3 separate regions of the Mus musculus genome follow, and regions 1 and 2 are each linked to region 3. Evidence: chromatin contacts called from public HiChIP or PLAC-seq and promoter capture Hi-C data. All regions are on one chromosome and are shown on one strand. Each heading gives the region's core, a stretch centred on a gene start, on an enhancer-like site or on the middle of the called end of the contact. The rest is flanking DNA. Distances are from core to core; before and after follow the strand shown. Region 1 has its middle 5.5 kb from the start of Slc6a4. Region 2 overlaps Abr (active BCR-related gene). Region 3 holds the start of Gosr1 (golgi SNAP receptor complex member 1).

Region 1 (2,977 bases), core at 251-2,750, 230 kb before region 3:
TGTGTAGCCCTGGTTGACCTAGAACTCATTCTGTAGACCAGGCTGAACTCAGAGATCCACCTGCCTCTGCTTCCTGAGTGCTGGGATTAAAGGCGTGCGCCACCACGCCCGGTTTACTACTACTACTACTACTACTACTACTACTACTACTACTACTACTTCTTCTTCTCCTTCTCTTTCTCCTCCTCCTCCTCTTCCTCCTCCTCCTCTTCTTCTTCTTCTTCCTCTTCCTCTTCTTCCTCTTCCTCTTCTTCTTCTTCTTCCCCTTCTTCCTCTTCTTCCTCTTCCTCTTCTTCCTCTTCTTCTTCTTTTTCTTCTTCTCCTTCTCCTTCTTTTCTTCTTCTTCTCCTCCTCCTCTTCTTCTTCTTCTTCTTCTTCTTCTTCTTCTTCTTCTTCTTCTTCTTCTTCTTCTTCTTCTTCTTCTTCTTCTTCTTCTTCTTCATCTTCTTCATCTTCTCCTTCTAAAAGATTTATATATGTGTATATATAAAGAAATTCATATTATATTGTATTATATTATATTATATTATATTATATTATATATGCAGATTTACATGTGTCTAGGTGAATGAGTATGTGGCCAGAGGAGTATATCAGACTCCTTAGAGTTGGAATTGCAGGTGGATGTGAGTGAGCTACCCGATGTGGATGCTGGGGACCCACACACGCAGAAGAGCTTTAGTGCTCTTCACTACAGAGCCGTCTCTCTAGCCCACTGTGCACATTTCAGACTATTGAGAATCTGCAGCAGGGGCTGGAGAGATGGCTCAGTGGCTAAAAGCACTTGCTGCTTCAGAGGGGGTGCCCAGCATCCACATGGCAGCTCACAACTATCAGTAACTTCAGTTCAAGGGGATCCAATGTCCTCCCTCCTGGCCTCCGTAGACACCAGACATATGTGTGGTACATACACATACATGCAGGCAATACACTCATACACATGAAATAAAAATAAGTATTTTTTTAAAAAGAATTTGCAGTAATGCTTTTATAATTTTCCCCCCAGAAAAGCAGGTTTTAGATCTGCTAAGCAAGCCTTCTACCAGTGTACCATGGCCCTGCCCCTCAAACCAGCATTCTTTATTTTAAATAATACATAAATCAATAAAAACGAGACGAGAAAGGCATTCGAAGAACCTGAGCGTCTTGCAAAGCTGTCAAGCCCTGGAAAACTACTGGATCCCCTTGACACCATAGACAATGGCCTTCCATGTGGGAGGTGACTCCTCAGCAGCAGTGTCTTTGTGTGTGACAGAGAGGATGCTGTGGGAAGACAGTGCTCCCCTCTGGGTTCAGGGCTGCAGATGTGAGCAGAAGCCATTTCCCCGTGTCTCTGTCTCCCTTCCCTTTCCCTATCCTGGGTGAACTCTCTTGGGCTCTTCTCTCCCTGCCCCCACTTCAGTGACAACAAGACTTTTGCATCTGGGGAGTTCCCCACAGGCCTTTCTTGGTGAGCTGGCTACCCTCCTCCCTGAGGTCTGCGGTCTCTGTGGTCAAAAGTGGGTATACAGTTCCTCTGTAGCTTCAGGCTGTCACAGCCCTCACGGTGCTGCATGGAAGCCTCACATATAGTCACCTTTCTATTTAACAGCTTATTTCCTACCTCAGTGACAGACTTAGCTGGGGATCAGGGAGTTCTCTTAACTCCCCGGGGAGCCTTCCTGCCACACCAGGCTGCTGGAGAAGCTTGGGAGAAAGGGTTTAATAAAAGCTGCCTTTTGTTGTGTATCTTCTAAATACATGCATAATGTTCTGCCCTCTTCCTATCATATAGGTTAAATGCTGAATTATTAAAAGTATATGAGTGTTTCTCATGTTCAAGCAGAGCTTTCATACTTAATGAAATTTAAGATAACTTTTTAATATGGGTAATGTGGAAACCGAGGTTCAGAGAATGTCAGTGGCTTCTCCAGGCTTGTGCCACCTCTAAGCTGAATCACCAGGCAGCTTGTCTGTCTTATCTTCCTTCTGCTATTCCTTTGGGCTTGGGCTAACTAGAAATAGAAAGGTTCAAGCCAGAAGAAAGCTGAGCAGGCCAGGCCATTGCTCATCTCTCTGCCTCTTCTCCTACGTATGCCGTCCCAGGCACCTAAGAATGAATATGGAGTCACAGGGCCTTTGCTCTCCTGTTCAACTTGTCCCCACCAGCTTACAGGGAAGCAGGCTTCAGATCTCTGCATAAGCTTTTAACTGATTACTGCCATCAGGTTGTAGGGCATTCAGTCACCCAGCCTCTGGTATTTTCTTGGCATGGAGAATACACTGGGGCTGGGGTGCCTGGGGTTGGGGTGGGGGCAAGGGGAGAGAATGTTCATGCCCTTGGGAAGCTGGCAGGGATACTGACTTTGGGGGAAGCCAGACAATAAAAACATATAAATACATTCACAAGGCCTAAAGTGCTGTCATGAAAATAAGTAACAGGACAGACTGACAGGTGTCCAAGGGATGAGGGATAGGAGGGAAACTGGCTCCCTAGATGGGGTGACCTGATGGCCTTTGACAGTATCTATGACCTGAAGGCTGAGAAGCCAGTCATACAAGGACCCAGAGGGAGAGCATTAGGAAGATGGTACAGCGGGCTGGCAGAACTGAAGATCAAGTGTTGGAGAGATAAACTGGAGCCAGGTGAATAAGAACAGTGGGTTTGGAGAGGTGAGCTGAGTATGACTGTCCCTGTCATCAAACGTGTCCTAGTAGGAGTTAAGGACTTCTGTGGCTTCTGGAGATGTTTAGGTCTGGTGAGCCATTAGGATCTCCCTAGGTGAGTCTCGGAGATGACACAGGTTTCTGCACATGGCACTGCAGATGAAACCCAGAGCCCTGTACATGGTAGGGAGTCACACCCAGCCCAGGGAAGTCACCACAGTCCTTCTGTTTTTGCTGTCCTTCCACAGATAGTCTTGTAAAGCAACTGTTAATAACGATGATGATGAGGAGGAGGAGGAAGAGGAAGAGGAGAAGGAGGAGGAGGAGAAGA
Region 2 (2,700 bases), core at 121-2,620, 230 kb after region 3:
TTCCTAAATGAGTTCCATTTCACTGTTTTATGTTTGGTAATCCCGTTGTGCTGGTGCCATTTGTTGAAAAGTCTGTTCTTTCCCTATAGAGTAGCATTGGCATCCTTGTCAGGATTCAAATGATGGGAGGCAGTGCTTTCCCCAAATGTACGATGTCCTGGGCTTAATCCCTGTACCAGAAAACAATACAAAAAATCAGTTGGCTACCTGTAGTGCCCCTTTGGGAGACTAAGGCAGAGCAGGTTAGATTTGAGCCCATTTAGGCTACAGAAAGAGACTGAAAAGCAAAAGCAAAAAAAAAAAAAAAAAGTCCTTGATCATAGCTATATAGGATTATTTCCGGACTCTTCAGCTCTGCCCTGAAGATGTTTATTGGAAGCCGCTGCCAGCAGTTTTCCACTTCTCTGTAGTCTTGGAAGCTCCCGCAGGACACAGGACGAGTTACTGGGCATCCCATGGTGAACGCTTTTCCCAAGAGGCTCTCCCAGCTAATCATTTCCCGTATCTGTCAGGGTGGCCAGGGAGGTGGCAGTGAGGTGCCCCAGTGCAGGCCTCTGCCAGGGTGCAGGTCCCAGAGCAGGGCCTGTTGGTGTGAATCTCAGCTACTGATTGGGTGGGTGCCCTGAGTGCCCTGGGTAGGAGAGCTCCAAGGACCAGGTGGGAAAGAGAGCCAGCCAGCTGGAGGGAGGCGTTCCTGGCACTACAGGCATTTGCACTGACGGTGGCCTGCACGGGAGGGCGAATCCTGCATCCATGGGTAGGCACTCGGAGGCTGGGGGGACTCTAGCCTTGCCAGCTCTCCTGAAAACATGGGCTCTTTGCCTGTGGCCTTTGGGGGTGGTGAGGACTGGGTGAGTTGACCCTTTACGTTTCCTAGTTCTTCTTTCCTGAAGTTGGTGGCATTGGTGAGCCAATGGGTTGGGTTGGGTGGGTCTTGGCAGGTATATCCTAAATGTAGAGCGAGTAGAACTCCCAGGGAAGCTGGGAGACCCTCAGAGTGGGGCTGAAAGTTTGGAGGCATTATGGGAACATGTCAGCTTGCAAGAGAGGGCTGAGATTATGGGGACCATGCAGCTGATACAGAGTGTATGAAGCTATGTGTGTCCCTTTCTGATTTGTTTGTTTGTTTGTTTGTTTTTTGTTGGTTTGTTTTGCTGTCTTGGAGACAGAACACAGGACTGGGTACATGCTTAACAAATGCTCTACTCCAGAGCCACACCCCCAACCCTGCACCTGTTGACTTCTGAAGAGTTGGGCTGCCCGTGAGTTCAGAGGAGGGGTGGGCTGCAGGGTGCAGAGTCAGCGGATGAGAAAGGAGTCTTAGGAGAGTAGAGTGTACTTTGGCACAGTGTGACTTCCCTGATCTTCCACAGGTGGCATCCATTGCAGTGACACTGTTCGTTAGGGATGTGGGAAGAGAAGCCTTTGCTCACTTCATGGTCTTGGTCCTTTGGATTCAGCTCTTGAACGAATGGGGGAGCAGAGTGTCTGTCAGCTGCACCCCTCTCTCCTCCTTCCTCATTTGTTCTTACCCCCCCCCCAGCCCCCCGCCCACCCCTGAGTGAGAACAGAGCTGTGTGAGTGAGTCTGAGCCGCTCACTGGCTGAGAATTGCATCAGCCTGGCCTGGCAGGCTGGAGCTGGAGCCTGTTGCTATGGTGACTACCAGGCTACAAAACAGAGAGAAGGATGAAGTAGTGGAGGGTGTGTTTTTCTTCACCTTGTGGTGTTGCAGTGTGATAGGCACCCAGTTCTGGTGGGTCTACATTCCCATCACTCCGTGGAGGTGTCATCTGCTTCAGCAGGCAGGATGGGGCTGAGCCAGAAGCTGGTGGGCATCAGGTGTGTTTAACTAAAGGACACAAGTGGCCCCTGCATTGGCTCCTCTGCCTAGTTCTGGGGTTGGGGTGAAACTGGAATTTGACTAAGTGAGCTAGAATTCGGAGACAGAGAAAGGTCAGGGTATCCTCTCATCTCCCAGAGCTCCAAATCTGAGATGATAAACCTGCTTGGGCTGCCTTCTGCAGGTTTTCCTCCCTCCCCCCTAACAGAACACATCATCTGGCTGAATATAACAGACCTGGGCAGGCAGTCAGATCTGTCTCTCATCTTTGTCATCAGTGGGAAAGGAGACGAAATTCTGTTCTAACACACTGAGCACCCGTCAGGTGTCAGCATCACAGTAGAGCCGCCTCAGTTTTCTGACTTAGCCTATGCTCTGATCTGGCAAGAAAATGCTGCCCCTACATAGCAAAGCGGCAAAGAGCGTAAGGAAGAGCTTATTAACACCTTGCCCAGAGGGCGACATCACAGCTCTGCTTCTCTGTCTTGTGCTTTTCTGGATTCCAGAGACCTCTCCAAGTCACAAACCCTTAAAATGGCCAGGGAAGAAACAGTCATCCCTAAGTAGAACGTCTCAGCAGTGTCTCTGCGGGAAATATTCTCAGGTCTGTCTGGGGTGTGACACACGCAGCTGCTGTGATCTCCGGACAGGAGTGATGATCTTGTGGCCTGCCGCCATGGTGCAGCCCGGAGGCAGAGGAGACCCTGTCAGGGTGGAACATTAACATATGCTTGGCACATCCGCAGACCCTCAGGTCCCTTTGCAGATAAGGACCAGTTGTCCGATAAATTCTCAGAAGTGATTAGGGGTGAGTAAAATGTCTGGATCTGAGGGTCTGGGCCTGTTGAGAGCTCAGAA
Region 3 (2,700 bases), core at 36-2,535:
CTAGTTGGAGCCTCTCTCTGACCCACAAAAAGGGTTCCAGGAAGAACGGCTTCTCTTAGGTAAGATGTCCAATGAACCATTCCCACCGTGGGCATCTTTATGTCAGGAAGGTCAGAGGGAATGATCAGCTGTGATCAAGGACACGGTGTGTTAACTCAGATACTCTCCTTCTGTCCTCCCGGACCTGGTATTTTTTACTCTTTGGGCCATTTTGCTACACTATTGCTTTCTCACAGAGCCAGCCAGGTAGCCCATCCCCAGCCAGGGGGTCTCTGGGACAATTTACAAGAAATATGCTTGGGTATTAAGTATGTGTGTGACTGGGGCACGGGGTGACAACCCTATGTCCACAACCAGCTTTTCAATGGACTTAAACAACACATAACAATTTATTACTATAATGCATATTATACTCAGCCAGTAAATTGCTTGGCATGCATGCATTAGGATGTGAGTTCAGATCCCTAGGACAAACATGAAAAGGCCAGGCGTGTCATCATATGTCTGTAATCCCAGCACTGGGAAAGCCAAAACTGGGGCTGGATAGCCAGCTAGTCTAACGACATCAGTGAGCTTCAGGCTGTGGGCACATGGAAGCTGTTAGCAAGGGACAGAGGACTGATGCTCTGCTGTAGACATAGGGAAGTCAACCAGGGAAGGAACTTTACATACTGGACAGTGGAAGATGGGCAGGAAAAGAACCACTGGCTCTGAGAAAGGAAAATGCTGATTGAAGGTACTTTTTCTTTTTCTTTTTCTTTTTCTTCTTGAGACATTTATCCCCACCTAGCCTTGAACTCTCTATGTAGCTGAGGATGACCTTGAACTTCTGGTCTTTTTATCCCCACATTCTGAGTACTAGGATTAAAGGCATATACTACCATGTTCTGTTTATGGAATGCTGGGGGTCGAACCCAGACCCTCTTACATTCAGGCAAGGCACCTGCCCCATTAAGCTTGACACCACCACCACCACCCCCCCACCTCCGGTCCCAAGACATCCTATTTAAGGGGAGATAATGGAAATTGTGTCTCTCCTCTAAGTCACCCGCTGAAAAGAACAATCCGAGATGAAGAAATTGAAGACTGAAGACTGAAAAGATGTGGTATGAACACCCAGAACAGCTAAACGACGCTTTCAAACGAGCTACTTAAAGCTGTAAAATAACGAATTGTCCACCAGGTGGCAGTGTCTAAGGAGGCTAGCGTATCCCATCAGCCTCGGCGCTCGGGGGTGGAAGAAGGCGTGGAGGTGACTCTCTGGCCTTCAAGGCCTCTACTCGCCTGTCCCGACTGACGTTGGGCAACAAAGATGGCGGCAGGAACCAGCAATTACTGGGAAGGTGAGGGCAAGGCCTCGGAGTGGGTTCCACCGGGTGCAGAGTGAACTTAATGAGGCTGGATCTTGAGGGAGGCAGCAGAGGGAAGAGCCAGGCTACGGAATGAGCCACACTTTGGGATGAGGTTGTCCAAGAGGAGCCCTGGGCCTGGGAACTTGGGGAAGGAGCTGGGGCGGAGTGAGCCGGACCTGGGAAGGGGTTGGGTCCGGGAGTGGAGGGAGCCGGGATGGAGAGGAAGAGGCGCCTGAGGCTCCAGATGGAAGTGTGTGAGGGGTAGTGAGGCTCTCCGGATGGGGCTGCGGGGACGAGCTCTTGGGAGGAGGGTGTTGAGCAACAATATCCAGAGCCCGGAAGACGAGCAGTCAGAACCTTGGAGTTGAGGTCACTGTCAGACAACTAGGAGTGAGGAGGGACTTGTCAGCGCCAGCCTTGCAGGGATATTTTAGTGGATGGTCGTCTCCTCCTGGACCCCAACTGGCAATTTGAGATTGAGACTTTAATGACGACTGGGTGACAGAATACTGAAAATAACTGTACCTTCTTCCCTGGACTCCAAGATCGGTTTTGTTAAAAATGATAGCAAAAAAAGGTTCTAATGAATACGTTTGCTGTTCGTCTCCCGCCAGGAAAACCTTCAGTTGTGCTTATTTAATTCCTGAAAGTCTGGTCCACTCAAGTGAGGTCACACAAAACCTTCCTAGTCCACAGTGATCCACAGAGATCAGAAATGGCCCACTTTGTTTCATTTAACCTTTTGCTTATTTAGTTTTTAAGCCTATTTCCTCTTTTTGTCCCATGAAGCCCCTGGGAAATATGGTATTGTCACCATCAGCCAGTAGATCTAAGGGACTGAATTTTATGTTCTGTCATGTTTTCAAAATACATTCTACTTTATGCTTTTCATTAGACTAAATAGATAAATAGAATTACAGAGAAACATGCCTATAGTTTAAAATGTGTATTTAAAATGCCCTTTGGAAATACTTGTCGTAGCTAGAATTTCTTTTTAAACTATGTAGATAGGAGTAGCTGCTATGATAGTCATTATTGATAGTCATTAGGCTGTGGGTTTTTGAAACACTATACTGTAATAATTAAAGCAATTAATATATTGACAATATATCTTTGTACCAGATGCTTTAAGCATGTATAGAAAAACTGAAAGCTTGAGGTTTTTAAATGAACTGGATCATCAGTAAATCTCAAAGACAATAGGTGGCTGAGCTGACGTTAGGAGTGGGATTTGGTCTCTGGGTAGATACACTCCACCATATAATTCTGCTTCCTGCCTTGGATTGCAAAATATAATGACACAGTGTCTTGATATTCTTTAGTCCTGAGACATTCTTACATTATTCCT

What was found. Promoter capture Hi-C pulls out the DNA fragments that hold promoters and counts their contacts. HiChIP or PLAC-seq counts read pairs in DNA pulled down with a chosen protein or histone mark.
Region 1: a contact with region 3 is called in an H3K4me3 HiChIP or PLAC-seq map of bone marrow-derived macrophages, with 2.6 times the contacts expected there. The contact joins the enhancer-like site here to the promoter of Gosr1 in region 3. A contact is called at or near these places in 3 of 39 promoter capture datasets (the C10 cell line, the SN4741 cell line and neutrophils), 1 of 115 datasets of contacts at active chromatin or transcription factors (bone marrow-derived macrophages) and 1 of 9 other capture datasets (pancreatic islet).
Region 2: a contact with region 3 is called in a promoter capture Hi-C map of stem cell-derived epiblast-like cells, with 4 times the contacts expected there. The contact joins the enhancer-like site here to the promoter of Gosr1 in region 3. A contact is called at or near these places in 7 of 39 promoter capture datasets (the 3T3-L1 cell line, 3T3-L1-derived adipocytes, the C10 cell line and 3 more), 6 of 484 Hi-C or Micro-C datasets (LSK cells, cerebral cortex, colorectal tumor organoids and 3 more), 2 of 115 datasets of contacts at active chromatin or transcription factors (embryonic stem cells and large pre-B cells) and 1 of 9 other capture datasets (pancreatic islet).

Annotation. Positions count from the first base shown.
Region 1 is chr11:76,991,569-76,994,545 of GRCm38.p6, reverse strand. No RefSeq gene overlaps it. Among named protein-coding and RNA genes, the nearest start is that of Slc6a4, 5.5 kb to the left of the region's middle. Within about 2 kb of position 1,500, at least 61 of the 459 cell types and tissues checked have an H3K27ac peak or open chromatin away from gene starts, as enhancers often do. A contact at or near this core is called in bone marrow-derived macrophages, where this site is marked.
Region 2 is chr11:76,530,156-76,532,855 of GRCm38.p6, reverse strand. All of the region lies in intron 1 of Abr (active BCR-related gene), which reads left to right. Among named protein-coding and RNA genes, the nearest start is that of Abr, 40 kb to the left of the region's middle. Within about 2 kb of position 1,370, at least 90 of the 459 cell types and tissues checked have an H3K27ac peak or open chromatin away from gene starts, as enhancers often do. A contact at or near this core is called in cerebral cortex, embryonic stem cells, olfactory sensory neurons and 2 more, where this site is marked.
Region 3 is chr11:76,762,163-76,764,862 of GRCm38.p6, reverse strand. Gosr1 (golgi SNAP receptor complex member 1) reads left to right here and starts at 1,285. Exons shown (of 9, transcript NM_016810.4): 1 at 1,285-1,343. The coding sequence starts at 1,313.